Regions from separate parts of the Mus musculus genome. Here region 1 is linked to region 2. The links are chromatin contacts, called in public HiChIP or PLAC-seq maps. All regions are on one chromosome and are shown on one strand. The core of a region is the stretch at or near the end of the contact, and the rest is flanking DNA. Distances in the headings are between cores, read along the strand shown.

Region 1 (2,700 bases), core at 113-2,612, 53 kb after region 2:
GAAACTTACTGAGCAGTGAGAAAAAGGCACTGACCACACCCCTAGGCAAGTGGAAATTTACTGAGCAGTGAGCACAAGGCACTAACCAAACCCATAGGCAAGTGAAAATTTACTTAGCAGTGAGAGCAAGGCACTGATCACACCCCTAGGCAAGTGGAAACTTACTGAGCATTGAGAAAAAGGCACTGACCACACCCCTAGGCAAGTGGAAATTTACTGAGCAGTGAGAGCAAGGCACTGACCACACCCCTAGCCAAGAGGAAATTTACTGAGCAGTGAGAAAAAGGCACTGACCACACCCCTAGCCAAGGGGAAATTTACTGAGCAGTGAGAACAAGGCACTGACCACACCCCTAGGCAAGTGGAAATTTACTGAGCAGTGAGAGCAGTGCACTGACCACACCTCTAGCCAAGGGGAAATTTCTGAGTAGTGATAGCAAGGCATTGACCACACCCCTAGGCAAGTGGAAATTTCCTGCTATGGTGAGGAGAAGCAAATGGTTAGAGCAAGTAGAGGGGAGAAGCAGCTGAAGAGGTGAATTCCAGGTTTGGAGTTCACTATGGTAGGTTGCAGAAGCCTGCAGGAACAAGTGATCCATCCATGCATACCTTAGGAAGTCGTCAAACCAACAGCATGGTTTGGCTAGGAGAGGCTGAGTCTCTTGGATGGGGTCATATATATTCCTCTCTGGTTTCAGGCACCAGATGTACAAAGTGAGGACAAAACTGTTCCATTTCTGGTTAGGGGGAAGGGTTTTATTGTAGATAGGAGGGAGAGCTCAGCCAGAGACATCTGGATGAGTCCAGAGCAGAGAGAAAGTAGTAGATTAAACATGGCCTGCAGACTGACTCAGGCCTTAAGAGGCGGCTGGTGGAGAGTGGGAGAGGAAGAGAAATAAGGACCAGAAGAGAGGGGGAAAGGAGAGGAAGAACCAAGAAGGCACATTACCAAAAAATGGCAGGGTTACCTGGGAATGAGAAGCTAGGGGAAGGGAAGCCAGTGAGGTGGAGAAGTCTAAGGTGAGGTCATGTTCTTCAGTATGTTAATAGGAACCACAGTGGACCATTCATCCTGAGTTTCTTTTGGACCTGATACCAGGACTTGCCTTCATCTAAATTGTTACTTACTCTCAAGGAGGGCCTCCACCAGAGAGCTGCAGAGGGCAATTGTTAACCTGTGGTGGTTTGAATTGGTTTGGCCCTCATAGACTCATGTGTTTGAATGCTTGCCTCATAAGAAATGGTATTATTAGGAGGTATGACCTTGTTGGAGGAAGTTTGTCACTGTGGGGACAGGCTTTGAGGTCTCCTATGTTCAAGCTATGTGTAGTGTGGCACACAGTCTCCTTTTATTGCTTGCAGATCAAGATGCAGAACTCTCAGCTTCTTCTCCAGCACCATGTGTGCCTCCGTGCCTCCATGCTTCGCACTATGATAATCATGGACAGAACTTCTGAAACTGTAAGCCAGTCCCAATTCAATGTTTTCCTATATTAGAGGTGCCTAGTCCGGATCTCTGTGAGTTTGAGTCCAGCCTGGTCTTCAAATCAAGTTCAAGACATTAAAAAATAAAATAAAATGAAAGAGTTGCCTCCATGGTTTCTCTTCACAGCAATAAAAGGAAGCTACAGACACCATCTGTAGAACCTTTATCTTCTTCAGATACAGAAGACAATTAGCATCAGTAGGAACAGCCAGTTTCTGGGATCTAAAAGTGGGAAAAACAAGAAATATTTTGGTCAACTCAAGAACAGAATGCTGGAATTATAGGCCATGGCCAGTGTGCCCTGGTTGAATTTATTGTATTTTTGGCAGTACTGGGGATTAAATTAGGGCTTCATGCATGTAGGGTAATACCCTACCACTGAGATTTAGCCCAACCCTCAATTTTTCATATGTTGTTAAATACAGTTACAGCTTTCATTCTTTCATAGGTATAGGTTCTTTTGCTAGCATTATTATTATTATTATTATTATTATTATTATTATTATTATATTGGTTTTTCAAGACAGTGTTTTTCTTTGTAGCCCTGGCTGTCCTGGAACTCACTCTGTAGACAAGGCTGATCTCAAACTCAGAAATCTACTTGCCTCTGCCTCCCAAGTGCTGGGATTAAAGGCATGCGCCACTAATGCCAGGCTAGCATTATTTATTGAAGAGGCTGCCCTTTCCCCACTGAATATTTGGTGTAAGGGTCTACATATTATAAGGAATTATTAAAAATGCCATTAACATGGGAATGAGACAGCGTGGGTGGTACATGATGATTCAACCGTGACAAGGCATGAGGCGATGACAGAGCTTCAGCCTAGATCAGCCTTAATACATGATGGTTGGGTAGCTCAGTGGTTAAGGCGTTCTTGCAGGGGACCCCGGTTCACTTCCCAGCATGCATATGGTGGCTCATAACCACAACGGGGAACTCCAGTCCCAGGTAAGTTGACGCTTCTTCACACACATGGCACTGGCATACGTGCAGCAAACCCCCATCCATGCAGAGAAACATGATGCTGAAACCCAGACACAAAAGCCACACACGGCGACTCTACCTCCATGAACCATTCAGGTAGGCCAGACCACTGAGGCAGATCTTCTTGGGAGGGTGGGTCAAAGAGAGACATATGTTTGGGAGACATTGTAACAGATAGAGGAGCTGGTATTCAGTTTCATTTTGATGTCCATTTTGAAACTGTTAATGC
Region 2 (2,700 bases), core at 39-2,538:
CCACCTCTAATTCCAGCTCCAGGGGATTCAGCATCCTTTTTTGGCTTTGGTGAGCACCTGCTCACACATGACACGTTCATATACATGTATACTATATACTGTATGTAATATATGGTATATATTATATATGTATATGCATGTATACATACATAAAATACATTTTTTAAAAAGGGGAAAGCAATGGAGGAAGACACCCAATGTTGCCCTCTGGCCTCCCCACACAGGTGCACACATGTGCACACACACTCAGACATACACAAACACATACACTACACACACACATATATACACACAGAACTTCTTTGGAAGTGGAAAAGCTGATTTTGAAAGGTAAACCAACATGTCTCAGCTCTCAGAGGTGTTCACACTACACAGCAGATGGAGGACAAAGAGATTTCCAGCCCTCAGACATCAGGGCCCTCCCTGAAAACAGAACCAGTGACAGATACACAGACAGAAGGCCCAGACTCACAAACGTTGGTTTGAGACTGAGGTCTGAGAAGGGAATCTGTTTGCTGACTAAGACAAGATTTCTGTATTTTGGGTTATGAGCCTAGACATTAACAGCTGAGCCATCTCTCCAGCCCAAAGATGAGACTCCTGACCTCCAGCCTCAAGACAAAATGCAGCCCACTGCTTGCTTTTGTAAAGTTTTATTGGCACGTGGCCAGTCATTTGTTATAGTCACTGGGTATTTTTCCTTCTGTGGTAGAGTTTAGTAATGACTATAGATGTCAATGCTACCTTCTCGACTGTCTTAGTTAAGGTATCTATTGTTGGGATAAAACACCATGGCCAAAAGAAATTTGGGGAAGAAAAGGTTTATTTCGACTTACAGCTTGAGACTATCATCAAGGAAGTCAGGGCAGGGACACAAACAGGGCAGGAACCTAGATGCACGAGCGGATGCAGAGGCCATGGAGGGGTGTTCCTTACTGGCTTACTCAACTTGCATTCTTATAGAACCCAGGACCACCAGCCCAGGGGTGGTACCACCCACAATGGACTGTACCCTCCTATATCAATCACTAATTAAGAAAATGTCCCATAGGGATGGCTAGCAGTCAATCTGCCCAGTGCCGTTTTTCTCCGTTGAGGTTCTCTTTCCTTAAATAGCTCTAGCCTGTGTTGTTGACATAAAAATTAGTCAGTACAGCAGTGAACATTTTCAATGTCCTTACCTGGCTCTGAGTCAAACTTGTCACACACAGTGTCCATTGTGGCATTGCATTTCCTGACGACTCTGCCGTCAGGGCAGCTGGAAGGAAAACAGGGTGTGTTACTTCCTCCCACCCAGGCAGCCCAGAACTCACTCTTCACTTCCCACAGGGTTAGGGAGAATCAGCTCCAACGCAGCTACTATACCTTGCCATTCTGGCAAAAGCACTCTGAGGAGATTAGAGTTTAGGGGCATCTGTGATTTTTAGGAGGAAGAACCCCCTCTCCTCCTGGCTAGAGCACCTAGCTATGAAGACCACATAGAGGAAAGTCTGCCTAGAGGCAAAGATGTTGTGAATAAGGAAGAGGCAAGCAGGCGTAAACAAGCAAAAGCCTCTACCATACTGGAGTTGAAGGCAGTCTTTATTCACATCAGGCTCCCGATCTCACAGTTCAGTGATTTCTGAATTATGTTTATGCGTGTATAACCTGCCTCACAGGTGTGAGCCATTGCCTGGTGTGGTGGTGAATGCCTTTAATCAAAGCACTTGGGAAGCAAATAGAGACAGAATGTTGTGAGTTCAAACCAATCTGGTCTACATTGTGACTTCCAGGCCTGCCAATGATGCACAGTAAGACCCTGACTTAAATAAAAGAAGGGTGCATGTGAGTAGAGAGATAGCTTAGTGGTTAAGAGCATTTGCTGCTCTTCTAGAGAACATAGATTCTATTTCCAACATCTACATTGTGGTGCACAAGCAGCTACAACTATAGTTCCAGGGGATCCAAGACCCTTTTTGGGCCTCCATGGGCATCAGACATTCAGGCAAACACCTATGCACATAAAAAAATAAATATTTACATATTTTATGATTTTTTTTACATTATGACTCACAACAGCAGCAAAATTACAGTTATGAAGTAGCAACAAAAATAATTTTTTGAGCTGGGTAGTTCTAGGGCAGCCCTTTAATCCCATCACTCAGAAAGCAGAGGCAGGCAGATCTCTGTGAGTTCAAGACCAGCCTGGTCTACAAAGCAAGTTCCAGGATCTCCAGGACTACACAAAGAAATCCTATCTTGAAAAACCAAAATAGGGCTGGAGAGATGGCTCAGTGGTTAAGAGCACTGATTGCTCTTCCAGAGGTCCCGAGTTCAATTCCCAGCAACCACATGGTGGCTCACAGCCATCTGTAATGAGATCTGGTGGCCTCTTCTGGTGTGTCTGAATACAGCAACAATGTACTCACGTATATTAAATAAATAAATCTTAAAAAAAAAAACCAAAATAGATAGACTATGGTTGGGGGTCAGCACACTGTGTTAAAAAGGACTGCAGCATTAGGAAGGTTAAGAACCATTGCTTCAGAGCTTGCAGATGGCGTGAGGACCAGGGGGTACCTTTGATGTAGGACTTCTGGGCTCCAGAACCATACAAGAATAAATTCCTGTTTTCATTCCCTGTTTGTAGTTTTGTTAAGTGGTCACCAAAATTTTTTATCTTTTTAGAAAATATTTATTTATTTTATGTATATGAGTACT

What was found. HiChIP or PLAC-seq counts read pairs in DNA pulled down with a chosen protein or histone mark.
Region 1: an HNF4G HiChIP or PLAC-seq map of pancreatic cancer cells shows a contact between it and region 2. The contact joins the promoter of E230032D23Rik here to the enhancer-like site in region 2. A contact is called at or near these places in 4 of 39 promoter capture datasets (the 3T3-L1 cell line, 3T3-L1-derived adipocytes, liver and 1 more), 4 of 484 Hi-C or Micro-C datasets (CD4 T cells, bone marrow-derived macrophages, nephron progenitors and 1 more), 6 of 115 datasets of contacts at active chromatin or transcription factors (the HPC-7 cell line, bone marrow-derived macrophages, effector CD8 T cells and 3 more) and 1 of 9 other capture datasets (adipose tissue).

The regions. Positions count from the first base shown.
Region 1 is chr7:143,666,885-143,669,584 of GRCm38.p6, forward strand. It overlaps E230032D23Rik (RIKEN cDNA E230032D23 gene), which reads left to right and starts at 1,363. Exons shown (of 2, transcript NR_153818.1): 1 at 1,363-1,461. It overlaps Tnfrsf23 (tumor necrosis factor receptor superfamily, member 23), which reads right to left. Exons shown (of 6, transcript NM_024290.4): 6 at 1-1,708. The coding sequence ends at 1,659.
Region 2 is chr7:143,613,668-143,616,367 of GRCm38.p6, forward strand. Tnfrsf26 (tumor necrosis factor receptor superfamily, member 26) reads right to left here. Exons shown (of 8, transcript NM_175649.5): 5 at 1,182-1,258. Among named protein-coding and RNA genes, the nearest start is that of Tnfrsf26, 13 kb to the right of the region's middle. Within about 2 kb of position 1,289, at least 64 of the 459 cell types and tissues checked have an H3K27ac peak or open chromatin away from gene starts, as enhancers often do. A contact at or near this core is called in adipose tissue, bone marrow-derived macrophages, liver and 1 more, where this site is marked.